3 separate regions of the Mus musculus genome follow, and all the other regions are linked to region 1. A link is a contact called in public HiChIP or PLAC-seq data. All regions are on one chromosome and are shown on one strand. The core of a region is the stretch at or near the end of the contact, and the rest is flanking DNA. Distances in the headings are between cores, read along the strand shown.

Region 1 (2,700 bases), core at 37-2,536:
TTGAGAGCAGCGTACTGTGACACTGAGCAGAGACCTGAACTGCTGAAGAACTACTTTCTCACTGTATTTCAGAGTCATCAGTTTGGCGCTTTCTTATATACTATGCTGTTCTATAAAGATGTACTAAGTTCTTCACAAATATTTCTAGTGGCTTTTTCTTAAATAGAAAGTAGGTGGGATGCTTTGATTCCTATAGTTTTAATATTTCCTAGGAGATAATTAAAGCCAGATTAAAGGAGCAGAGAGTTCGAGGCACACATAAAACTTTGAATGTAGAGATCTTCAAGTACTGCAAATGGTAGCGTGTGTTAATTAACTAGAAATGGTTCCTCTTTTTCCCTTGAATACATTCAAGCCATACATCCTTGTTAAAGTGCTTTTTAAATGCTGTGCTGAAGCCTCAAAGTAAACATTTTACCTCTGACTCCTAAAAATGTTCCAGGCTGTGGGTGTAGCCCAGGAGAAAACACACCCTTAGCATGCACATACTCACACAAAAGGAAAAATAATTCAGGGTTTTGACTGTTGAAATTTTAGCCCTTAATCCATCTAAGTACAGTATAAGCCTAAATTTTGCTTATTTGCAACAGAGAACTGAGAGTCTCACGGAAGTTATCTACGCATTTAATAAATGACTACAGATTTGTTGAATGATGACACCCAAGCTTTTTGGCTAGATCATAATTCTGACTTCACCAGAGTTTTGTGTGACCTTCAATAAGCCACGGTGTTTTCTCAGAGAGCTTTATTTCGAAGAGACATTAACCCAGTCACAGGTCCGGAAAAGCTTCTCAGGGTGCGGAGCTCCTGAAGGCACAGGCATTTTTTTTTTTTTCCTTTTTAAAAAGCACTGTCCTTTGCATTTTAGAAACACAGTTCCTGATATAGAATAAACATTGGGAATTTATGAGAGTTATTAGGTAGGTTGCATTCTTGGCAGGCTACGACCTCTTTAATGTCTTTTCTGTGTTTTTTTGATTACTAGCATATAAAAGGGTGGCCCTGTTTACTCAGAGATACGTTTCCAAAGTATTTACTAGTATTTATCTGTGCTGGGAGGAATAATTGTCTTGAGGGCAGCTTTTCTACTCAGTCACCCGGCTGAGTCCTCAGGCTTGGGATCTGGTCCCCAGGCTACAGGGAAGAGTTCGGCACGGGAAGCTCATCTTCCGGCCCTCTGATTGGCCAGTTCGCACTCCACTCACTGGTTTTCCCGCTCTGATTGGCCCCGGCAGCACCCCTTCGGCCCGCGACTACTTTGTGTGCCCTGGCTGCGCGGCTGGGTCCTCCCGCCCAGCTCGCCCTCCCGGACGGTCTGTCGGAGGTAGCCCTTCGGCACTCGGCTCAGCATCGCGGGCGTCAGGATCCCCGAGTGCGAGCGGGTAGGAAGCATCCTAGGGAAAAGCCTCTCCTCTCCTGTACTCAATAAACTTCCGCCTCCGAAGGGCTGAGGCAGCAGCGGCTGCGAACGGCCGGGCTTCGAACTCGGGCTCTGCGGGGTTCTTTCTCTTCAGATGAAGACAGAGCCCGCAGGGTAGCCGGACCGCCCGGAGCCGAGGTGGCACTGTGTGCTGGTGCCTCAGCGGATGAGCAGCAGAGAGTACCCCGAAACTAGTACAGAGCCCTATTGAGCCCCAGCGGGGTGCGCCTCTGGGTGGTGGGCCAGGCCGGCCAGGGCGTGGGGAGCGCTGCTCCCCTCAGCCTCCGACCCTCAGGCGGCCTTCGCCTGTAGAGACCAAAGCCGGAGCCCGCGCGCGGCCGCTGTCCGGCTGGAACTCGGGTCCCGCCGTGGCCCGGTGGATGCTGCAGCTCCGCTGTCCACCCGCACAGAGAGGAAGGGGACGGGGCGGAGCCTGTGCACATGCCAGGGTCGCTGGAGGAGGCCGCGGCCGGCGCATGCGCGCCCTCCCCCAGCAGGCTGGGACGCCGAGGGGCGCGCGCCCCTCTCCGCGCGCGCACGCTCGCTCGCTCGCTCCCTCGCTCGCGCCGGCCGGCGGCTTCCCCGCCTGCGCTCCCGGTCGGAGCCACTCCGGCGCGTGCGCGCGTGGTCTCGGGCCGACCCGAGTGGCCGGGTTCTCTGGGCTCCAGGCCCCCGCCGCCCCCTCCCCGGCTCCCAGCCAACCCGTCCCTCCCTTTCCTCACGGAATGGGGCCGGCGCTGCTCGGGGTCGCGCGTCCTGGACCCGGCTCGCGCTCGGTCTCGCGCTGTCAGCCGCTGCCTGGCTCGCGCCGCCTTGCGCTTTCCCTCAGTCAGTGGCGCCGAAGGCTCCGTTAAGCGGCGGCCGCGGTTCCTGTTTCCGTTTCTTCCTCTCCCTTCAGTCGGGAGTAGCATCCTCCACCCCAGCACCCCTCCCACTCTCCCGCCGCGGCCAGCTGCAGCTGGAGGCAGCGGCGGCGGCGACGGGGGACGGCGCCGACCGCCTCGCTCCCGCCTCGGGTAAGGGGGCGTTAGGGAGCCGGGCCCCGCGCGCCGCGGACTCCAGGACGGGGCGGGCGCGGGCTCTGTGGAGCCTGGGCTCGGGGCGCTCCTTCGTCCTCCCGCCGATACCGGGCCTGTTGCTGCAACTGCTGCAGCCGTTGCTCAGCCAGCGGCCCCGGGAAAAGTGGGGAGGGAGCCTCCGGGACACCCCGGCGTAGCCTTGGCCCCTTGGGTGAGGGGCGCCGCGGCGTCGGGCATCCCAGGACCTATGGGATGGGGGCG
Region 2 (2,700 bases), core at 54-2,553, 570 kb after region 1:
TGTAACTGTCTGATATGCAAGGGTGTTAGGTGACCCCTGTAAAAGGGCTGTTTGATTCCCAAGGGGATCAAGAACAACAGGTTGAGAACCTCTGCTCTGCAAAGAACCCAGAGACAGGAGACAGAGAACCCAAGCCAGGGTTTTATAAGTGTATCTAATTAGGAGGGTCCCTTTCAGTGGATCTGGGACAATTCTTCTGGCTTCTCACTGTATTCCCAGGAGACCAGACAATCCTCACTCTTACTGTAAGTTCACCAGGACCTCATGGTTTCCAGGGAAGACTGGGCAGGAAGGGATCCAAAGGGGTGAGCACGAGGCTCCGTCTATTGCAATGCAGGGTCTCTCAATACAAAAATCCTTTGGAAATGTGTTTCTAAAGCAGTGCTTTATGAGTCTGGAGAACGTTTGTTCCTCCATGCTGTGGAGCCAGGTGCTGTTCTGCACACAAAGACAATCTCATGAGGAGCCACTCCGGGGAGCCTTCTTGGACCATCCACTGAGCATTTAAATGCTTCCTTGAAGCAATTCTAGCTGGATCTTATCTCTAAAAAAAATCACACATTACATGTTAAATTGTACAAGTTCCATCTATTTAACTCAAGATGCCCCTTAGGTTCATGCCTTTTGGGGGGCTATATTCAATGCAATGGATTCATTTGCTTTATCGCGCCAGGTTTTTTAATAACAGTGTTGGAGGTTTGCTCTTCCTTTATTTCGGAATGTCGTTAATCTTTCGAGGCAGAGTCTCACTCTGTAACCGAGGCTGGCCCGGAACTCTCAGCAACCCTCCTGCTTCAGTCCTCTAAGGCCTGTCTGTCGTCACAGTCACAAACCAGCATATCCAGCCTGGATTCTTCTTCCATGCTGTCAGCTATTTGGTAGCCCCTACCCAGTGGTTTCCCATAAGTGGAGGGACTGTGGTAAAGCTGCAAAGCTCAAAGCTTGAGATCAGGTCCTTCATTCACACTGCACACCGAGACTTACATGCCCATTTGCAACCAAGGAGACTACTACGGCTTGAAAGCAGCCCTGCAAAAACGTCAGCTGGAGCTAAAAAAGCACCACAAGAGGTATTTTTGGACCTGGCCCCTGCACACGCAGGTTCTGTTTGCTTTAGGTTTTATCCATAGGCTAGAGGGAAGAGCACGTACTATACAAGATTTGTGCATTCATAAAAATAATCTTATTACCCCAAATATGCTCTTAAAATAAGCTATTTGGACGCTTTCCTCTCCTAAGGCAACATCTCTTTGCTCTCTGAAGCAATCACAAGGCTTCCGGTTATACTTAGCACCCTCCTTGGTTTCTGCAGTGTTCCTTGGTGAGCATGCACCCCGTTATAGTTGAAAGCATTTGCCAGCTGTAAATGTCTTCTCCAATCCCCTCTATAAAAGAATATTAAAATCAAGGCGCTTGTTGTTATGAGTTTCTAAAACAATGGTCCTGGAGGTACCAGCTGCTCTTTCTTATCGTAACAAACTTTCTTGGCAATGCTGAGCTACATCTTATAACATCCCTGGAGGGAAGTACTGAAATCCAGGAGCGGAGGTTACAAAGCCTTGGCTTCTATATGATCCAGAAGACTCCTGACAGGACCAGCTAACCTTGAAGGCTGGGGCTTGCGCCTTCTGTGGGTTGAATAATCAGGAAGTGAAATAGAAAGATGGAGGGAGGAAGGGGGAGAGGAGAAAGGGGACAGAGAGAGGGGTGTAGAGAAAGAGTCCCTGAGGCTCTTCACAAAATTTCTAGCTAGCTATTCAATAGTCCCACTTTGCAGCAGCTGTCCAGGCCAGACATACTGCTGGTTTCTGTAGGCACTGCTTCCCATCTGGAATACGAGGAAGGCCTTGAGCAAGGCATCCACATTTATGCCAAAGATGCTCCAAATGAACAAAGCAGGGACTGTTTGCTGTACAGACTCCAAAGAACAGAAACAGACCTTCCAACAGGAGCCTCATCAGACTCTCTGGTCTGCTAAGGAAACATTATCACAGGGAGGAGCTCAGAGGGGCTTTGCCACAACAAAAGCTTACATGACTCAGACACCAAAGCCAACTCAAAGCATTCGGAGGGGTGCAGTTTTATGTGCACGCTTTAGAGCTCAGTTCTAAAGGGCACGATTACCATAGCTCATCTTTCCGAATGCACACCAGACACTTTGCTTGTACTATTTGCTTCTGCCAACCATGGAAGAACCAGTAAGTAAAACATTTTATTAGGCCATAGTAATAAAAGTTAGACCATTTATGCTTTTAAATGTATATTATATTGTTTAATCTCCACAATGAACCAATGGGCTATCACTGCATTCATTTAGTAGGTGAGTAACTCAAAGACATTAAGTGAATACCAATGCATGCTCTGAACTCCCAGGCTTTACTACGAGTTCTCAAAATATTTGGGATCATTTCTCTAGCAGGTCCACCTGATCCTCATGCAAAATGAACCAGAGTCTGCCACTGTAGCATTCAGAATTCAGAATTAAGGATATGCAGAGAGCGAATGCCTGAGGTGGGGTTTGAACCCAGATGGGAAAGCTCTGATGTGCATAGTTTTAGCCCTGTTATCTTCCCTCTTCAATTTTCCCTTGCTCTGACTTTCTGGAGTAGCAGCTGCATCTTCACCCTCAAACAAATGAGCCATGCCAAACACCCAGGAAAAAAGAACCTACACAACACACCTTGAGGTCTAGGGCTTGAA
Region 3 (2,850 bases), core at 239-2,738, 610 kb after region 1:
TGATAACCTCTTCCTCAAATTCCACGTCTTTACTCAGGAACTCTTCCTTCCAGCTCTCCTGTGTGAAACCACTAAAGAAAAGGAAAAGGGTGTGTGGTTTCCACACTGTCCAGGTGCCTGTCCTGTGATGTGTGTGTGTGTGTGTGTGTGTGTGTGTGTGTGTGTGTGTGTGTCTCCTTAGAGCTCACCTCCTGCCCTGGAAAGAGCCCCTGAAAAAGGGGAACAGCAAGTTGACAATATGAGAAGAAAGGATTTGCTAATGCTTGCTGAGCATCCAAAGTGTAACACTGGAGAGATGGCTGAGTGTGTGTTCCTCCGGTCTCAGAGGCAGAACACAGGATGCTCACATTGCCATTGCTTCCCTTTCCATATCCATCATAGCTGTCACTCTGACTCCTCCACCATCTTCCTCTATCTCATCTCAATCCTTTGAGGATCTTGGAACATTTTGAGAATTGTAAAATACCAAGATCGTCAGAATGATATAAATACAAATATACAATTAGATAACCCTCCCTATTTTTAATGTATTTTTAAGGGGGCTCCTATCTCCAGCCACTAGAATCTATAGACCAGGGTCTGTGGGTTCAAGGTTTAGAAACCCTGTTCCAGACAGGTCCTCCACTGCTAATACCTCTCAATAGCATCACCCTGGACAATTACTCCCTCTTCCCCTACTTCTTCCTGCCTTCCCCTACTAGCTGGCTTCAGTACATGATTGGGCCAGTTGACGTGACACCATGGACAGATCAGTAGTTGTTTTCTGGGTCTGCTGGAAACAGCTAAATTCCCTGAAGCAAACCCTTAGTTATTGATTTTCTCTACTTGAACATTTTCATGATAATCCCTGATTAAATCATAAAACACTGCATCCGCCATCTGCTGCTTCCATCTCTTGAGCCAAACCTCAATTTCTTTGGGGCCCTTGAACTCAGAGGCAAGAAGTTCTAGAGATATGCACTTCATTTTTTCACTCAGTTAAGCACCAATAGCCATTGAGCATCTAATGCCAGGCGCTGTACTTAGTATCAGAAATGTGGAAACAATAAAACAGACCTTATCCTAAGTTCGAGGTCTATTTTCTCCTTCAAAACTATTGTATAATTACTAAGAATAACTATATAAGTGAAAAGTCCAGCTCTAAATATGTTATATGTTTTGTCATTACATTTTAAGGAAACTCAGTGAGCTAAGCATTGATATTAGCCTTATTTTGCAAATAGGACCATTGGAAAGTCCAAGGAATTTATTCAAACTGGAGAGAGGTAAAGACAGGATATAACACTAGACAGTTTGATTAAAACACCTTTAGAATCAACATCTCTCCCTGGTTATAGTTACAAAGCAGAGTTAGAGCCTTTAGCACCACTGAAATGTGAACAGATGTCTCAGAAAAAAATCAGTTCAGCAATGTGCATGTATTTAAGTAACCCCGGGGGTATCTGTGGTTGCCAAGAGACTGAAAGTCAGCAGGAATGTAATCAGAAGGTATTGACGGCTTTGTTAACCAGGGAGGGACTGAGGATCCTGGCAAGAGGATGATGTAGATGAATAGGAATGTGAGACTCCGGATTGCTAGAATCAAGCTGGCAGTCGGGGAACAAAGGAGCCCCAAGTTATAAACACATGCTTTAAAATTATATACATACTTCTATTTATAACTTTGGTAGACACAGATTATTTTTGAGGTTAAAAAAAAATGAAGAATGTAAAAAGTAGGTACTAAGACGCCTGACTGGCATGAAGAAAATATTTTTTAAACTCTATTTCTCATATTGGTAACTTCCAAAAGCCTCTGTTCTACCAGAAACTCAGTAGAATACAGGACTGGGGGTGGAGGGGCATTGAGAGGGGCGGTTCCTCCAAAAGGACAATTCAGTGTTTTACAAAGAAGTCTAAGGGTTATATAATTTGAGTGACCGTCCTTAAAAAAAATTATTACTATCAAAGTTAGATCTTGGGTATTAGAAAGGGCCAGAAGCAAAAGGTGTACTAGCTTTACAGCATAATTGACTCTGCCCAAGTGGGTGGTGGAGTCAGAGTGGTGCTGCTAAGACGTGTGGCTAATATCTGGCTGTAGTGACAGCTCCGACTGAGAGAGCAACCTTTGCAGAATAGAGAAACTACTGGAAGGCATTTTGATAAAAAAGATGCAGAACAATGGTGGGGGCTGTTGTCAGGGAAGCTTTGAGCAATCCAAGTCTCTGAGAAAGACACCCAGAGTTAATCTGAACAAGAGACCAATATTTGCTTATTAGCCTGTCAGTGTTTAAAATTAAGCCAGCTAGTGTCTATAGTACCCATGTACAAACTACAAGAAGACACTTACATAGGCAGGCAAAACGGAAAGATGAATCCCATTTGGCTGTGTTGCTCCAACTCTCCAACCTAGGTGCCTGCACAGCCTGGTCAAGCATTGCGGCAAAGGAGAAAGAATTCCCATCTCTTTCTGGGAGATTTCACTTGCAGGAAGAAATGCGAGCCAGGGAAATGAAAGGTGGATGGGAACCCCAATCCATCCTCCCAGTGAGGCATCTCTATGCTGTTTGCAATCCTCTCTGTCCAAGAGGCAAGCCCTGCACCTAGAAGCTTGGCTATTTTATAGCCTCCCTAAAAGAACCTACAAACATAGTTCTTTGACTCAGAAACTCCACTTCTTAGAATCTGCCTTATGAAAACCAGCAGTGGGAAAGATAACAATATAGGTAAACAAAATCTGCCCATTGTATTTATAGTATAAACAGAAGAAAACAACAACAAAGCCATCTGTATGTCTAATAATAGAAAACTAATTCATGGACTCGTGGTTACACCTTGCAACAAAGTACTCTCTGTGGTCCTGCTACTTGG

The links. HiChIP or PLAC-seq counts read pairs in DNA pulled down with a chosen protein or histone mark.
Region 2: a contact with region 1 is called in an H3K27ac HiChIP or PLAC-seq map of SST interneurons, with 5 times the contacts expected there. The contact joins the enhancer-like site here to the promoter of Fut8 in region 1. A contact is called at or near these places in 13 of 39 promoter capture datasets (the 3T3-L1 cell line, the C10 cell line, the HPC-7 cell line and 8 more), 2 of 15 datasets of contacts at CTCF or cohesin (large pre-B cells and pro-B cells), 3 of 484 Hi-C or Micro-C datasets (the HPC-7 cell line, cerebral cortex and granulosa cells), 15 of 115 datasets of contacts at active chromatin or transcription factors (SST interneurons, craniofacial prominence, differentiating embryonic stem cells and 11 more) and 2 of 9 other capture datasets (adipose tissue and embryonic stem cells).
Region 3: a contact with region 1 is called in an H3K4me3 HiChIP or PLAC-seq map of neural tube, with 5 times the contacts expected there. The contact joins the enhancer-like site here to the promoter of Fut8 in region 1. A contact is called at or near these places in 4 of 39 promoter capture datasets (the 3T3-L1 cell line, cranial neural crest, frontonasal cranial neural crest and 1 more) and 12 of 115 datasets of contacts at active chromatin or transcription factors (astrocytes, differentiating embryonic stem cells, embryonic forebrain and 9 more).

Annotation. Positions count from the first base shown.
Region 1 is chr12:77,236,818-77,239,517 of GRCm38.p6, forward strand. Fut8 (fucosyltransferase 8) reads left to right here and starts at 1,287. Exons shown (of 12, transcript NM_016893.5): 1 at 1,287-1,382. It overlaps 9530018F02Rik (a long non-coding RNA gene), which reads right to left and starts at 2,409. Exons shown (of 1, transcript XR_003950200.1): 1 at 1-2,409.
Region 2 is chr12:77,806,583-77,809,282 of GRCm38.p6, forward strand. All of the region lies in intron 1 of Gm35488 (a long non-coding RNA gene), which reads right to left. Among named protein-coding and RNA genes, the nearest start is that of Gm35488, 4.9 kb to the right of the region's middle. Within about 2 kb of position 1,304, at least 7 of the 459 cell types and tissues checked have an H3K27ac peak or open chromatin away from gene starts, as enhancers often do. A contact at or near this core is called in SST interneurons, where this site is marked.
Region 3 is chr12:77,851,338-77,854,187 of GRCm38.p6, forward strand. No RefSeq gene overlaps it. Among named protein-coding and RNA genes, the nearest start is that of Gm24070, 38 kb to the left of the region's middle. Within about 2 kb of position 1,489, at least 38 of the 459 cell types and tissues checked have an H3K27ac peak or open chromatin away from gene starts, as enhancers often do. A contact at or near this core is called in neural progenitor cells and neural tube, where this site is marked.